2 separate regions of the Sus scrofa genome follow, and region 1 is linked to region 2. A link is a contact called in public Hi-C data. All regions are on one chromosome and are shown on one strand. The core of a region is the stretch at or near the end of the contact, and the rest is flanking DNA. Distances in the headings are between cores, read along the strand shown. Region 1 has its middle 64 kb from the start of SNX19. Region 2 overlaps LOC106504929 (a long non-coding RNA gene).

What was found. A called contact is a pair of places that touch in the nucleus more often than the background predicts.
Region 1: a contact with region 2 is called in a Hi-C map of retroperitoneal adipose tissue, with 1.7 times the contacts expected there. The contact joins two enhancer-like sites. A contact is called at or near these places in 5 of 47 Hi-C or Micro-C datasets (alveolar macrophages, embryonic fibroblasts, fetal heart ventricle and 2 more) and 1 of 2 datasets of contacts at active chromatin or transcription factors (skeletal muscle).

Annotation. Positions count from the first base shown.
Region 1 is chr9:57,491,573-57,498,009 of Sscrofa11.1, reverse strand. No RefSeq gene overlaps it. Among named protein-coding and RNA genes, the nearest start is that of SNX19, 64 kb to the left of the region's middle. Within about 2 kb of position 2,414, at least 1 of the 83 cell types and tissues checked has an H3K27ac peak or open chromatin away from gene starts, as enhancers often do. A contact at or near this core is called in retroperitoneal adipose tissue, where this site is marked.
Region 2 is chr9:57,415,971-57,423,246 of Sscrofa11.1, reverse strand. It overlaps LOC106504929 (a long non-coding RNA gene), which reads left to right. Exons shown (of 2, transcript XR_002335747.1): 2 at 1-1,880. Among named protein-coding and RNA genes, the nearest start is that of SNX19, 140 kb to the left of the region's middle. Within about 2 kb of position 2,411, at least 5 of the 83 cell types and tissues checked have an H3K27ac peak or open chromatin away from gene starts, as enhancers often do. A contact at or near this core is called in retroperitoneal adipose tissue, where this site is marked.

The sequences.
Region 1 (6,437 bases), core at 1,165-3,664, 75 kb before region 2:
TTTTTGTGGTTTGATTGGTGAAGCGACGGGCAAAGCATCTAAAAGTACAGTAGAGAGATGTGTTTTTGTAAATGTGAAGTTGCATGTCGGGACCAAAGAGACCTTCTGTTTTGACCCTCGTCGTTAGTTTTTAAAGAGACAGGGTGTAAATGTATCTCATTAGGAAAAAAGGAGGGGAGTTCCCATCGTGGCTCAGCAGAAACAAATCTGACTAGCATCTGTGAGGACGCAGGTTCGATCCCTGGCCTTGCTCAGTGGGGTAAGGATCCGGCATTGCTGTGGCGCAGGCCGGCAGCTGTAGCTTCAATTGGACCCCTAGCCTGGGAACCTCCATATGCTGTGGGTGCAGCCCTAAAAAACAAAAACAAAAAATAAAAAATAAAAAAGAGGAAAGGGAGGGGAGTCAGACACTGAAAAGGAGCCACTATAAATCCTGCGGCCAACAAAATTCTTGTGGTCTGACAGCTTTGAAAATAAACCCCAGGACCGCGTGTCATGGTGCCTCCTCCACCTCCCAAGATGAGTTCACGTCGGGGAAGCCCTCGGAGTGCTTCTGAAAAAAGCAAAGCACTCTCGTCATTAGCATTTATGCTGCTAGATTTCATCCTCTTGAGATCCTCAGAGGACTCGTTCCATGATCAGGTGGCTAGTTCTTGCCATGCTGCTTCCAGAACCCAGAAACCAAGTTCTCCAGGTCAGACGGGCTCCTCTTCAGAAGACGTGATGGAGAGATGGTGAGGAGGAGATGGAGGCCAGGGCAGAGGAGGAAGAGGAGAGAGAGGAGAGAAAGAGAAGAACCAAAGGTAACAGCATCTTGAGTCTCTCTTCCGAGATCAAGGCCTTCACTCAGCATCGCATTTGTTTAGAAGAGCAAATGAGGTGTAATTTGTTACCAAAAGCAGATCTTGGAGCGCTCGCTATAAATAGCCTAAAATAATAAGCAAAAGTCTTGCTAGCTCAGGGGAAAAAGGAACCCTGAAAAGAATAAGAACACTGACTGCGAAGAGCAGATGGTTATTATAAAAGTGAGGGGGGGAGTTCCCATCGTGGCTCAGTGGTTAATGAATCCGACTAGGAACCATGAGGTTGAGGGTTCGATCCCTGGCCTTGCTCAGTGGGTTAAGGATCCGGCATTGCCGTGAGCTGTGGTGTAGGTCACAGACACCGCTCGGATCCCGAGTTGCTGTGGCTCTGGCATAGGCCGGTGGCTACAGCTCTGATTCAGCCCCTAGCCTGGGAACCTCTATATGCCACGGGAGCGGCCCAAGAAATGGCCAAAAGACAAAAAAAAAAAAAAAAGTGAGGGGGGTTGAGGAGACACCTGTCCTGCCTGGGACCATCCTGGATGCAGAGGGTTGGAAGTTGGGGTCCCGCAGTCTTTTCACTCATCTGGTCACCAACCCTGCCTGAAACCCCTCTTTCCACAGCTCACCTCTCGCCTTACCTATGGCCAAGATGTTAAACTACTAAAAAATCTCCAAGAAGCTGCCCGCAGCTCCAGAACGGACACACTCCTTCCCTCTGTGTCTTTATGGCACCATCACAAAAGCCACAGTTCACAAGCAGCAAGGTGGTCACTTGCTTTCCACTGAAATGTGTTTCTCTTTGATAGCCTTTCAACCACCCAAAGGCTGGACTCACCTTACAGGTGAATACCTGATATCCAGGTAAACAAATGTTTGCCTTGAGAAAACCCTATTTTATTTACCACTAAATATCAAACTTTTCTTGAAATACCCCCATGTGTCCCAAACTACACGGAGGTGACAGAAAGTTCTGAGGATCTGCATCACAAAAGGACAGCATGGCAGCCTCCTGCCCACTGTTTACACCCTCCACTAACGTGGTGCCTGAGGTTTGCCCCATGAAACATCAGTTCCTCTGGGTTAAGTAAGACAGGTTTCTTCTCCCACCTACAACCTGCCCAGACTGTCTTGCAAAGACTTATTTTTGTCCTGCTTCCAGATGACTGGCCCCAGCTCATAGCCTGACCCCTGCCCTGAAGTCTGGCTGAGATAACAGACCTGGCTATGCTCATCGATGATAAAGTCTCATTTGTAAGGGTGTCAGGGTTCTCAAAGCCATTCTCTTCTTCCTCTTCTTGTTCCTGTTCTTGTTTTTCTAGTTCTTCTTTTTTCTTTTTAGAGCCTCACCCAAGGCATATGGAAGTTCCCAGGTTAAGGGGTCCTATCAGAGCTACTGCAGCCACAGCAATGTGGGATCTGAATTTCATCTGCAACCTACACCACAGCTCATGGAAACACTGGATCCTTAGCCCACTGAGCAGGGCCAGAGATCAAACACACATCCTCATGGATATGAGTCAGTTTCGTTCCCACTGAGCCACAGTGGGAACTCCCAAGGCAGTCTCTTCTTAAGGGACTCAGTCCCAAAGGAACTTGAGCGGAAGTTTTGCTGCTATTGGTCTCTCTGTGTTTGGGACAGGGAAGGCCAGTCGTCTCACAAAAACTAAGTCACTAGGAATTGTTGCTGTGCTGGGCGGAATACAAATTTCCTGCCACAGTGTCTGTGCAGGCTCTGGGAGATGAATGCATGGATGCAGGTGGTTCTATGAAAACATGTTCCCAGCCGAGCCCCATGGGGAAGTGGGGGACTGGGAGCCACGGTGGGTACCTTTATGGAGAGAAAGAGCTTAAGGGCTCACTGAAGGATGGGTGGTAGAAAGATCGGAAAGTGGTGTATCCTGGGGTGGGGGAGGGGAGGTTTAAATGACCAGCGGGAAAGAGGGGCTTCTTTGTGGGGAAGGGGGAAGGCATCGGAGCTCCGAGAGAGAGGTCTTGAGAATAAATATCCAGGACCTCACTTAAAAAGCCAAGGAGTCAGCCATACAATGAGACACCAACATCAAATGCTTTCACTGACATGTGGAATCTGAAAAAAGGACAGACTGAACTTCTTTGCAGAACAGAAACTCACAGACTTTGAAAAACTTATGGTCTCCAGAGGAGACAGTTTGGGGGGTGGGGGATGTGCTTGGGTTGTGGGATGGAAATCCTGTGAAATTGGATTGTGATGATCATTATACAACTACAGATGTGATAAAAATCATTGAGTAATTAAAAAAAAAAAAAGCCAAGGAGATATTCTGATGACCTTTGGCCGAGAAGAAGAACAATGCAAGAAAGTATTTATAAACTCAACCCTGACATGAAATTGTATCATTTGGGGCTGAATTTGTTTGGAATGTTCTGCCTTTTGGCTCTCTTTCATTTATAATCCAAGAACATCTTGTGAAACATTTTGAACCCGGGTTTAAGATGCACATGAAGCACAACCGAGTGTGGAAAAGAATAACTGTGCACAAATCTGAACAAGAAATCACTTAAAATTGTTCAATGAATCCCCAACCGGAACTGTGGGTGAAAGGGCAGAACCAGTATATGCTGTGTGTGCTCGGCACGGTGCCTGCAGCTCCGATTCGACCCCTAGCCTGGGAACCTCCACATGCTGCACGTGCAGCCCCAAAAAGACAAAAAAAAAAAAAAAAAAAAAAAAAAAAAGGATGCTTGCTTGTCCTTCTGCAGACCAAGCTAAGCTCCGAGCCTCTGAGGAAGCATCTGTTTCATTTACCACTGTCTCCCCAGCCCAGGGAAGGCACTAGCTTTTAAGCTTCTTGTTTGAAATAATAACAGACTTAAAGAAAAGGTACAGGAATAAAGCAAAATCACCATATATCTTTTTTTTTGCTATTTCTTGGGCCACTCCTGCGGCATATGGGGGTTCCCAGGCTAGGGGTCTAATCGGAGCTGTGGCCGCCAGCCTACGCCAGAGCCACAGCAACGCAGGATCCAAGCCGTGTCTGCAACCTACACCACAGCTCACGGCAACGCCGGATCGTTAACCCACTGAGCAAGGGCAGGGACCGAACCCGCAACCTCATGGTTCCTAGTCGGATTCGTTAACCACTGCGCCACGACGGGAACTCCCACCATATATCTTTCACCTAACCCCCCTTATGTTAAAATCTCATAAAATCATCGTAAAATGATTAAAAGGAGGATATTATCATGGATCCAATACATTCAAGTAACCTATAGACCTTATTTGAATTTCACCAATTTTTCCACTGTGATGTTGTGATTTATTATACAAAATACATGGAGTTCCCTTTGTGGCTCAGTGGTTAACAAACCCAACTAGGATCCATGAAGATGTGGGTTCTATCCCTGGCCTCGCTCATCGGGTTGGGGATCCAGCGTTGCTGTGAGCTGAGGTGTAGGTTGAGGATGCGGCTCGGATCCCACATTGCTGTGGCCGTGGCCTAGGCCAGCAGCTGTAGCTTTGATTTGACCCCTAGCCTGGGAACCTCCATGTGCCTCGGATGCAGCCCTGAGTATATACTTGGTCTTGGTCCCCATACCCAGCGCAGAGCTCCTAAAACCCTTGGAATTTTCTGCTATGAAAGCATAAAGTTGCCTTTTGTTGTGTTAATGAGGTGACATTTGGAAAGCCCATAGGTCACCTAAGGATGGAGACTGGTTGCCAGGGAAACCAAACTTATGATTAGAGCGTTGTCCATCCCCTAACTCCAGGGAGGAGAGGGGGGCTGGAGATCCCCGACAACCAGTGGTTTAATCCATCATGCCTCTGTAATGAAACCTCCATAAAAACCGCAGAAGGATGGGTGAGGACAACCTCCAGGCCGATGAACATGTGATCTGGGGAGAGTGGAGCATGCAGAGGGTGGCTGGCTGTTTCCCCACACCTCACCTGATGCATGAGGTGGCTGGGCCTGAGTTATATCCTTCCGTGAATTGTTCCTGAGTTCTGGGAGCCACTCTAGCAAATCAATGGAACCCCAGGAGGGGGTCCCGGGAGACTTCAGGAGCATGGGTGACAACCTGGACTTGTAATTGGCATCCGAAGTGGGTGGGGAGTCTTGCAGGACCGAGCCCTTAACCTGTGGGATCCAGTGCTATCTCCAGGGGGACAGTGTCAGAATTGAATTCATTGCTTGGTGGTGTGGAGAAAAACTCACATTTCAGAATCTGTGTCAGAAGCAGACCCACGGATGTCCTTGTTCTCACCAGGACCCAGGCCAGGATCCCACACTGCATTTAGCCATCACATCTCTGCCTCCACCAGCCTGCGAGATGGTTTCTCAGTCAGCCTTTGACACCTTTGAAGAGTTCTGGTTAGTTATGTTTCACTATATTCCTCACTTTGGGGCTGCCTGGTATTTTCTCGGGGTCAGAGGGAAGGTGTGCTTTTTTGTCAAGCATACAACAATATCCTTCTTAGCACATCCTCTCAGTGGTCCGTGATGTTCACGTGACATCGAGGTGACGTAAACTGTGATCACGTAATCGAGTGCCGTCTGCCGGTTTCTCCTCTAGAAAGTTGCTGTTTTCCCCGTTTAATTAGTTAATACTGTATGAGGAGCTACTTGAAGATCATGAAGTAGTAGTTCCCATCTTGGTGCAGCAGAAACAAACCTGACTAGGAACTGTGAGGTTGTGGGTTCGATCCCTGGCCTTGCTCAGTGGGTTGAGGATCCGGCATTGCCGTGAGCTGTGGTGTAGGTTGAAGACACGGCTTGGATCCTGCTTTGCTGTGGCTGTGGCATAGGCCAGCAGCTGTAACTCCTATTTGTCCCCTAGCCTGGGAACCTCCATATGCCATGGGTGCGGTCCTAAAAAGCAAAAAAAAAAAAAAAATCACTAAGTAGTTTTGAATAAATCAAGGCATGTTGGAACAAAGGGCTGAACCTGAAGGAAAGACAATTAAAGGCATTGTAAATATAAGTTCTACACCTGCATTCAAAAAGCACAGCCTGAGGATAAAACAGAGCAAACAAGATGATAAACAGACAAGTGAAAAGCCACCATCTGAATCATGCTGAGAGGAGAGGAGCCTGGTAACATGTGCACATCTCCACCATCAAGTCTCTACTTTGTTTTGTCTGTTTGTTTTTTCTTTTTAGGGCCACACCCGCGGCATATGGAGGTTCCCAAGCTAGGGGTCCAATCGGAGCTACAGCTGCCAGCCTACGCCATAGCCAAAGCAACGCCAGATCCGAGCCACAACTGCGACCCACACCACAGCTCACAGCAACGCCCGATCCTTAACCCTCTGAATGAGGCCAGGGATTGAACCTGCAACCTCATGGTTCCCAGTCAGATTCGTTTCCACTGTGCCCCGAGGGGAACTCCAAGTCTCTACTTTGTATTGTGTGTTTTTCACAAGCAATTAAAGTGCTTTGTATGAGTGAGGTGATGCAACTAATTTCCACTGTGTGCTGGAGCAAATCCCTGTGGAAGAGGTGATTCCTCTCTGCCAACAAACTAATTCCACTCAGAGAGGTAAGAAAACAGATTCTGACCTGCTGGGAAAGGCTGAAAGGATAAAGATGCCCACATGTTAAAAGGCAACGCTCAGGGAAGTGCAGATTGTTCTGGTCTGCTGGGGCTGCCGTG
Region 2 (7,276 bases), core at 1,162-3,661:
AAGTCACAAATGGAAGTCTGGCTGCATCGCAGTGGAAGTGACACGGGCTGGTCTCAGGGTGGGTCTTTGGGGTTTGAAGCCTGAGGTCACCTCCTCAGAGCCCTGGGAACCCGGGTGAGTCTCATCCGTAATAGGGGGATGACAGACTCACGGTTGTTGTGCAGAAGATGTGTGAGTCCACTTTGGGGACGAAAACGATATCATTAGAATTCTAAGAAAATGTGAGAAACTATTTGTAAAATGAAAAAAATGATGCAAAAGTTATTGCTGTAGAGGCTACAGGGAAAACTTAACAGAAACGTAAACACACTTGGAACAGGCGGGAGAACCGTTTCCTCCCTGCAGTGGAGATTAATACTTTTTCAAGATGATCTACATCCCTTTCCTGAACTGGAGGAGGCAGAGCCCACCCCTCACCAGGGAAGTGCAGCTGCCTGATGCCCAGATAGGGCACTGGGGCCTGGTGACCCCAGTTTGGCCATTCCCACTCCTGCCCCAGACTTCTTTCTAGAAGCCAATTATCTGAAGAAGCTCCAGTCTGGCTGCAGGAGAAGGGAGGTGACTGCTACATCTGGTTTCTGGACTTGGCACTGGTAGGGGACCCGGAGGTGGGTTGTTCACACTGGCTGTTGGGAGCCCTGTGTCCAGCCAGGCCTTCTGCTCCATGGACAGCTTGCAGCATTGCTCTTGGACGCCTTACCCCCAAAGCCTGGTTTAGTGGACAACTCAGTTTCTCTAAGCTCCCCCATATCTTTTACATTTTTCTTTTCTTTTTCTTTTTTTGCTTCTTAGGGCCACATGTGTGGCATATGGAAGTTCCCAGGCTAGGGGTTGAATCAGAGCTGCAGCTGCCAGCCTATGCCACAGCTGCAGCAATGCAGGATGCAAGCCAAGTCTGCGACTTACACCACAGCTCCCAGCAAGGTTGGATCCTTAACCCACTGAGCAGGGCCAGGGATCGAACCCGCCTCCTCATGGATACCAGTCAGGTGCATTACTGCTGAGCCACAACGGGAACTCCCCTCCATATCCTTTCATATAAAACTTTGTTGTGGAAATTTTCCAGTGTACAGAAAATTGAAGAGAATAGCATAATGAACCCCTGTGTACCTATCACCCAGGCCACCAATCATTAATATTTTTCCAATTATTTCACCACTTCTGCTCTTCCTTTCACCTTTGTTTAATTGTTTTGGGCTAAAGTATTTTAAAATAAACCCAAGATACCATGTTATTCCACCATATATATTGCTGTGTGATTTCTAATGGATAAAGACTCTTTTTTTCCCTAACATGTCCATAATGTCATTTTCTTACACAATGGGATGCATCATAATTCTCAGTACATCCCAATATTCATGTCTGCTCAGATCATCAAGAAATGCTTTGTCTTAATTATAAGACTTTGCCTAACACACTCTCCTTCTCTTCTATCATCTTGGCCCATAAAATAGAAACCCCATCCCGTGGAGGTATGGAGGGGATACATTTCTTCCTCTGTGTTCCCTCGCTTGGTGGAAGAGCAACTTACCAGATAGGTGGATTGGGAATAAGGAACTGAATGAGAGCCTTCGGCCTTCCAGGCATCTCTCTAGGATGGTCTGTCCCCATAGCAGCTGCTATCCACCCAGCTCAGTGTCCACCGGCTCAGCACATGTGGCACCGGCCCCAGCCCTCCTTGCAGGGTGAGTCTGAAGGGTCGTCTCTCCCTTGAGGCGTGAGCAAGAGACCCTCAGTAAATAGATCTGCTCTGTAAAACCAAACTGTCCCCAGCTGACTCATCCCGACGAATGGTCTTGGAGCAAACCCCTAGGAAATCTGGTTTGACAACGTCTATGCTGCAGGATCTAACTGGGTTGGCAATAAAGCTGGTATTCTCATTCCCTCCTCTGTCTGATCTCAGCATCCGTCTTCAATGTCCCAAATTTAGTGGCAAGGAAGGAAAAGGTGCTATTATTTTAAGCCATCGATGCCAACATACTCAAATGAATTCAACAAGCATCACTCTATATCAAACCCAGCACTAAGGACCAATGAGGCCAAGAGAAGAAGGGCCCATTGACCGCAGGGGCGTCTCTGTGGAATTCTGGGGGCGTGGATGTGGGGGCATCTAGATAAGCAAGATTTTGTCAGAGCAAGTGGAAGACACAGGCGTCTGGAGGGAAGAGCTCTGTGCAGGGGCCGAGAGAGGGTGGGAAAGTGCACAAATACAGGGACAGGAAGGGCTGGGGTGGCAGAGGGGAGTGTGCTCAGAGAAGCTCAACTGGATGGAAGAGCTCGACTAACCAGCCACAGGCCCACCTAGGAAATGTGGCCCCTTTTTAAAACCAAGGGGGTGGCGTGGAAGATCTGTAAACGGAGGTGCTTTTGCAAAGATCTCTTTAGCAGAAGTGAGGCGCATGAATGCACAGTCTGAGGGAACCCTTAGGCGCCTCCTGGCCACAGTCCAGACGGGCACAGGAAAACTGAAGCCAAGGGGGCAGATTGTTCTGGAGGTTCGATGTCGCTCCCCCTTGTTTCAACACAAGAACAGTTATATAAATATACACAGAATACAGCAAGATATTAAAAAACAGAAGCAGATGACAAAGAAAAAGAGGGTAGGGTGGGAACTGAAAATGGAGGTAGGCATGAGAGGAGCACGTGTGTGTGTGTGTGTGTGTGTGTGTGTGTGTGTGTGTGTGTTTAAATAATGAGAAGGGAATGACACAGGATAGATCATGAATCTGGCTCTCAGCTACCTAGCCATCAACACCGGCAGGAAGGGATCCTTCACACACGTTACAAGGCTTATGAGATAAAAGTAAACCGGTTGTTCTGGAGAAGAACTATTTTGGAACCTAAGGCCAAAGCATATTTCCTGAGTCCTCACAAAGAGGATACGTACCATGTAGGCAGCAGTATCTTCATTGCGGACAAAGCCATTGGACACGGGTGTTCCTCCAGTGAGCCTCTGCCTCCAGCCAAAGGCCATAAACTGAAAGCGTGCTCTTCAGTGCCCGCTGCTTCCCATCAACCCGATGGTTTCGAGGTTGTCTGAGCTGCAGTGTGTCAGTCCTTCCCTCCTCTTTATTGCCGGCTGAGATTCCCTTGCAGCTGAGGGTATTCTGGTCCCCTCTAGTCCAGCAGTCTCCCTGGGGTAACTCAGTCTCTCAGGGAAAGGCTCGGTCCTACAGGTAAAGGTTCGGTTCCACTTGACCTTGGGCTTACCTCTGTCCCACCCTAGAGGTGGTACCCATGGCTTTCCGGGGTTCATCCTGTCTGGGGGACAGAGAGGCACAGGCAAGTGTCAGGTATTACTCATATCTTTACTGTAAACCCCACCCAGAATCTGAATGCCTGGTTTCACTCCAGTTCCTTACATCATCACCAACTTTGATTAGAAGCCATAAAAAATAGGAAGCATCTGGAGGTCAAAATCAGAGTTGGCCCTGGACAAGATGGTGAAGTTAAGCCAATTTCATCTCCTGTCTCCCCATTTCCTGCTTTCTCTTACTCCTCATCCCTATCACAGTGGCCTTCTCTAACCAAGACATTGTCCCTACCCTAGGGGAGAGCCAATGACCTAATTCTTACTAAGATGTTAGTGACTTAATAGTTAACTTCAGGTTTTTTGTTTGTTTGTTTGTTTGTCTTTTTAGGGCTGCACCCATGGCATATGGAGGTTCCCAGGCTAGAAGTCGAATTGGAGCTGTAGTTGCCGGCCTATGCCACAGCCACAGCAATGCAGGATCCAAGCTACGTCTGCAACCTATACCACAGCTCACGGCAATGCTGGATCCTTAACCCACTGAGCAAGACCAGGGATTGAACCTGTGTCCTCATGGATGCTGGTTAGATTCATTTCCACTGAGCCATGGCAGGAACTCCAATAGTTATCCTCAGGTTTTTAAGATAGACAGTTGAGGCAGTGTGTAACCCAAAGAATGAAGACCTGGTGGTGGAATTGGACTCAATAAGGATTAGCTAGCAAGGAATACTTTCAGCTGGAGGAATAGTCTATGCTCCCCCCACTATAGCACCACAGGTGAACTCCCACCACTGCGGGTCTTCCCAGGACCAACTCTCATGGCTGGAGCACTGGTCAGTCACTCCAGGCACCAGGACATCACCTGCTAGGCAAACTGCTGAAGTCATTAAAATCCAGATAAGAGAAAGACCATGATAACGCAGCAGCCGTGAGCACATCTCAGGCTGTGGCTAATCCAGGCTTGGGAAACTCTCTGGGCTGGCCTCCCTCCAAGGCCACAGAGCACTCAGTTAATCCTCCAGGACTCGGATGGTGGCCAGGAGCCTCTCCAGTGCAGGCCGATAGCCTGTTCTAGGCCCAGCCGGCCTCCACCCATATCCTGGTGGGACACGGTAGGAAAAAAGCCATGTGGAAAAGGGAGATAGTTTAGCAATAGAGAGCAAATTTTTAGCTGACACTCAGGGAACCCTGAGGTCCAGACCCACTGCTGCTGCTATTAATCAGGGTCAACATGGGCAGGTGGCATCCCCGGGGACAGGCTCCCTTTTCCCCTCGGAGAGGGGAGTTATTTAGATGAGTTGCCTCAGAATGAAGGTCCTCACTGGTTCTGAGAAGTAATTACCCTATGTATCCAAATAAATAATAGAACTTCATACGTCCTCCATAATGAAGGGGTAGAGGCCATTGCATGGCTAGAAAGTCAACGCTGATGCAGCATCTTGTGTCTCTGTTACTCAAAGTGTGGTGCTCAGGGGGTAGAGCTCAATGGCAGAGCATTTGCCTGCAAAATGCTGTGCTCAAAACCAGCAGCCTCGGCCCCTGGGAGCTGGTGCAGAATCCCAGCCTCACAACTATGGAGTAATCTGTGTTTTCATGAGATGCCCAGGAGGTTCCATCGCACATTAGAGTTTGAGAAGGACCACTGCAGAGTGGGCAGTGGGAGCGACTTGGCCCCTCAATGCTGGCGTCAGCTCCTGATGCTCCAGCAAGAGTTCAACCTCCTCAACAAGGTCCAAGAGCCACTGCCAGCTGGTCCAGCTTTGGGTCCTGGACCCATTTTTTGCTCTCTCCAGTGCATCCACGAGGACCCTTTTTTGCTGGGTTGAGCACGCCCATGGCCGTCAGATATGGAATTCCCTTTGCCTGGAACCTCCTTCACAGCACCACCCCCTTCTGTTACCTCCTCTGTTATCCCTTCAACAAGTATTTAAGAAGCACTTCCTATGTCAGGTACCCTCTGGGGACAGTCCCCATGGGGCTTACATCCCAGGCCCCCCAAATCTCACCTAAAGTCATGTCCCCAAGGATGGCTACTCTGATCCCCTGAGAAGGTTAAATCCCCAAGCTCTGTGCTCCCAGCTGTCTGCCCACAATATATTTCCCCCTTGTCAGGGGCTCCTGCCTTCCTTTCCTGCTTGTCAGTAGCCCCAGGAGGGTAGGGCCTGTGTGTCTTGTTTGCTGCTTACGGCCTCTTCTTAACCCCCCAAGTGACACAGGGAGGCGCCCTGTAAACATTCACTCAATGGAAGGAAGGGCTCCCAAGGCCAGGAGGGACATGGCTGAGACACAGAAACAAAATTAATGCAGTGACAAGGGCATTCTGTGGGCCCTCATCACAGGCATGAGAGAACGACTTTTATCTTTGACGCTTATTTCTTTGATCCAAACTTCCAAAGAGATTATCTGTGCCCACAGCATATACCCTTTGAAGAGAGGAAAGCTGAGTTGGCGTCCACCGTGGATTCCTATCTGCCCAGATCGGCCTGGGATCCAGGCCGCACTCTCCCTTCTAAGGAGCCAACTCCGGAGGCTGCAGGGGTGGAGCCAGGGTGTGACTCCCGCCAGCGGGCGGCCGGAGTCTGGACTCTGTGCTGCTAGGTTCACGCCCCAGTGCGAGGCCCAGCGGCTTTACCGGGCAAGGGAGATAGACGGTGGCCTCAGATACGTAGGGGACAGGCCCTTCCCTACAGGAGGGACAAAAGCTAACACAGGAGCAGATGTGCAAACAGAGGTTCAGACACTTTTCAAATCAAGTTTTATTTAGAGAGAGTGGGGCATAAAGGCTTATTCTAAATTGATAAATTGGGACAACCAATAAAAGGGAGAATATTCCTTTTCTCTCCCTTTGCAGGTGGTCTAGACTGCAAGGAGCTGTGGCTCCTAAGGAAATTTGGACTGGTCCTCAGAAACCACAGCGGCCGACTGCAGTCTCTTGACTTTACATCTTAGAATCAGATCCCCAAGTAATAAGGCTGGTGCTTTTTTTCCAGCATCCTTCTCATCTGTCCTCACATGTCCCGAGGCAGTTAAGGCAGGTGGGTGTGGAACCCAGGTTGGCCAGGGAACAGGCTGGGCTCCGGGAGCTTCGCTGACTTTTCCCAGGTCACATGGACTCCTGATTTCTAGCTGGTGTGGTTTCCATTAGCCACTCTTGTCATGGCATGAAAACCATGATGAGGTCAGGCAGATAGCTCTGTAACCCTGAGCTCTGGGCAAAATTGATTACGACCATGGTTGACATACACAGCCTGATACAGCCGGGCAGCAGAGGCAAGAAAAAGGCTACACGGAGTCAGGACAGTACTGTGTTCAGAAAACCTTCGGATAAAGGCTTTTTTCAATAACAACTTCCCTTATGTAAACTAACCAAATGAAAGCAAACCCAAGACTCTGCATATTTGAATTGTTTTGTATTATTTTAGCTGGTCATCGAGTGCTCGTGAGTCAGAGGCAATTTCAGGAAATTCTGCCCATATCACCAGCTGGAAGCTAGGTTCCTGGCTTCCAAGAGCCCTCAGATGCATGTACATGTGTTTCTGCATGTGCACCCACTCACTCAATCTCTCTCACATACACAGCCCCTCCCTTTCACAAACTGGCATATTCACATGCACTTACGCAGAAAACTCATGCCCACACACGCTCTCTCTCACACACACATACGCTCACTCAGACACCCCATACACACATACACTCACATGCATGCTTGTGTACACACGCACGTGCAGGTGGGCACGCATGCACGCACACACATCTGTTGCCAAGTCTCCCTCGTGCTAATTATAAGCAGTGTGCTCCTCACAAAAGGCACTTGTTGCATGAGAATTAAAACTGGGGAACGTCCATTGATCATTTAGATATTTCCAAAGGTCTCATGTTTTGCTTGGTGGACATCAGAACGTTTGGCTGAGTTATGTTTTTCTCTGCAGCTCCCTGTCTCTGGGGATGTGTGAATCAGTTATTCCTGGTCATCTCTTCCCGCCATGGCACAGCACTGGGGAAAGTGAAGGCAATTAGCTCTGTCTC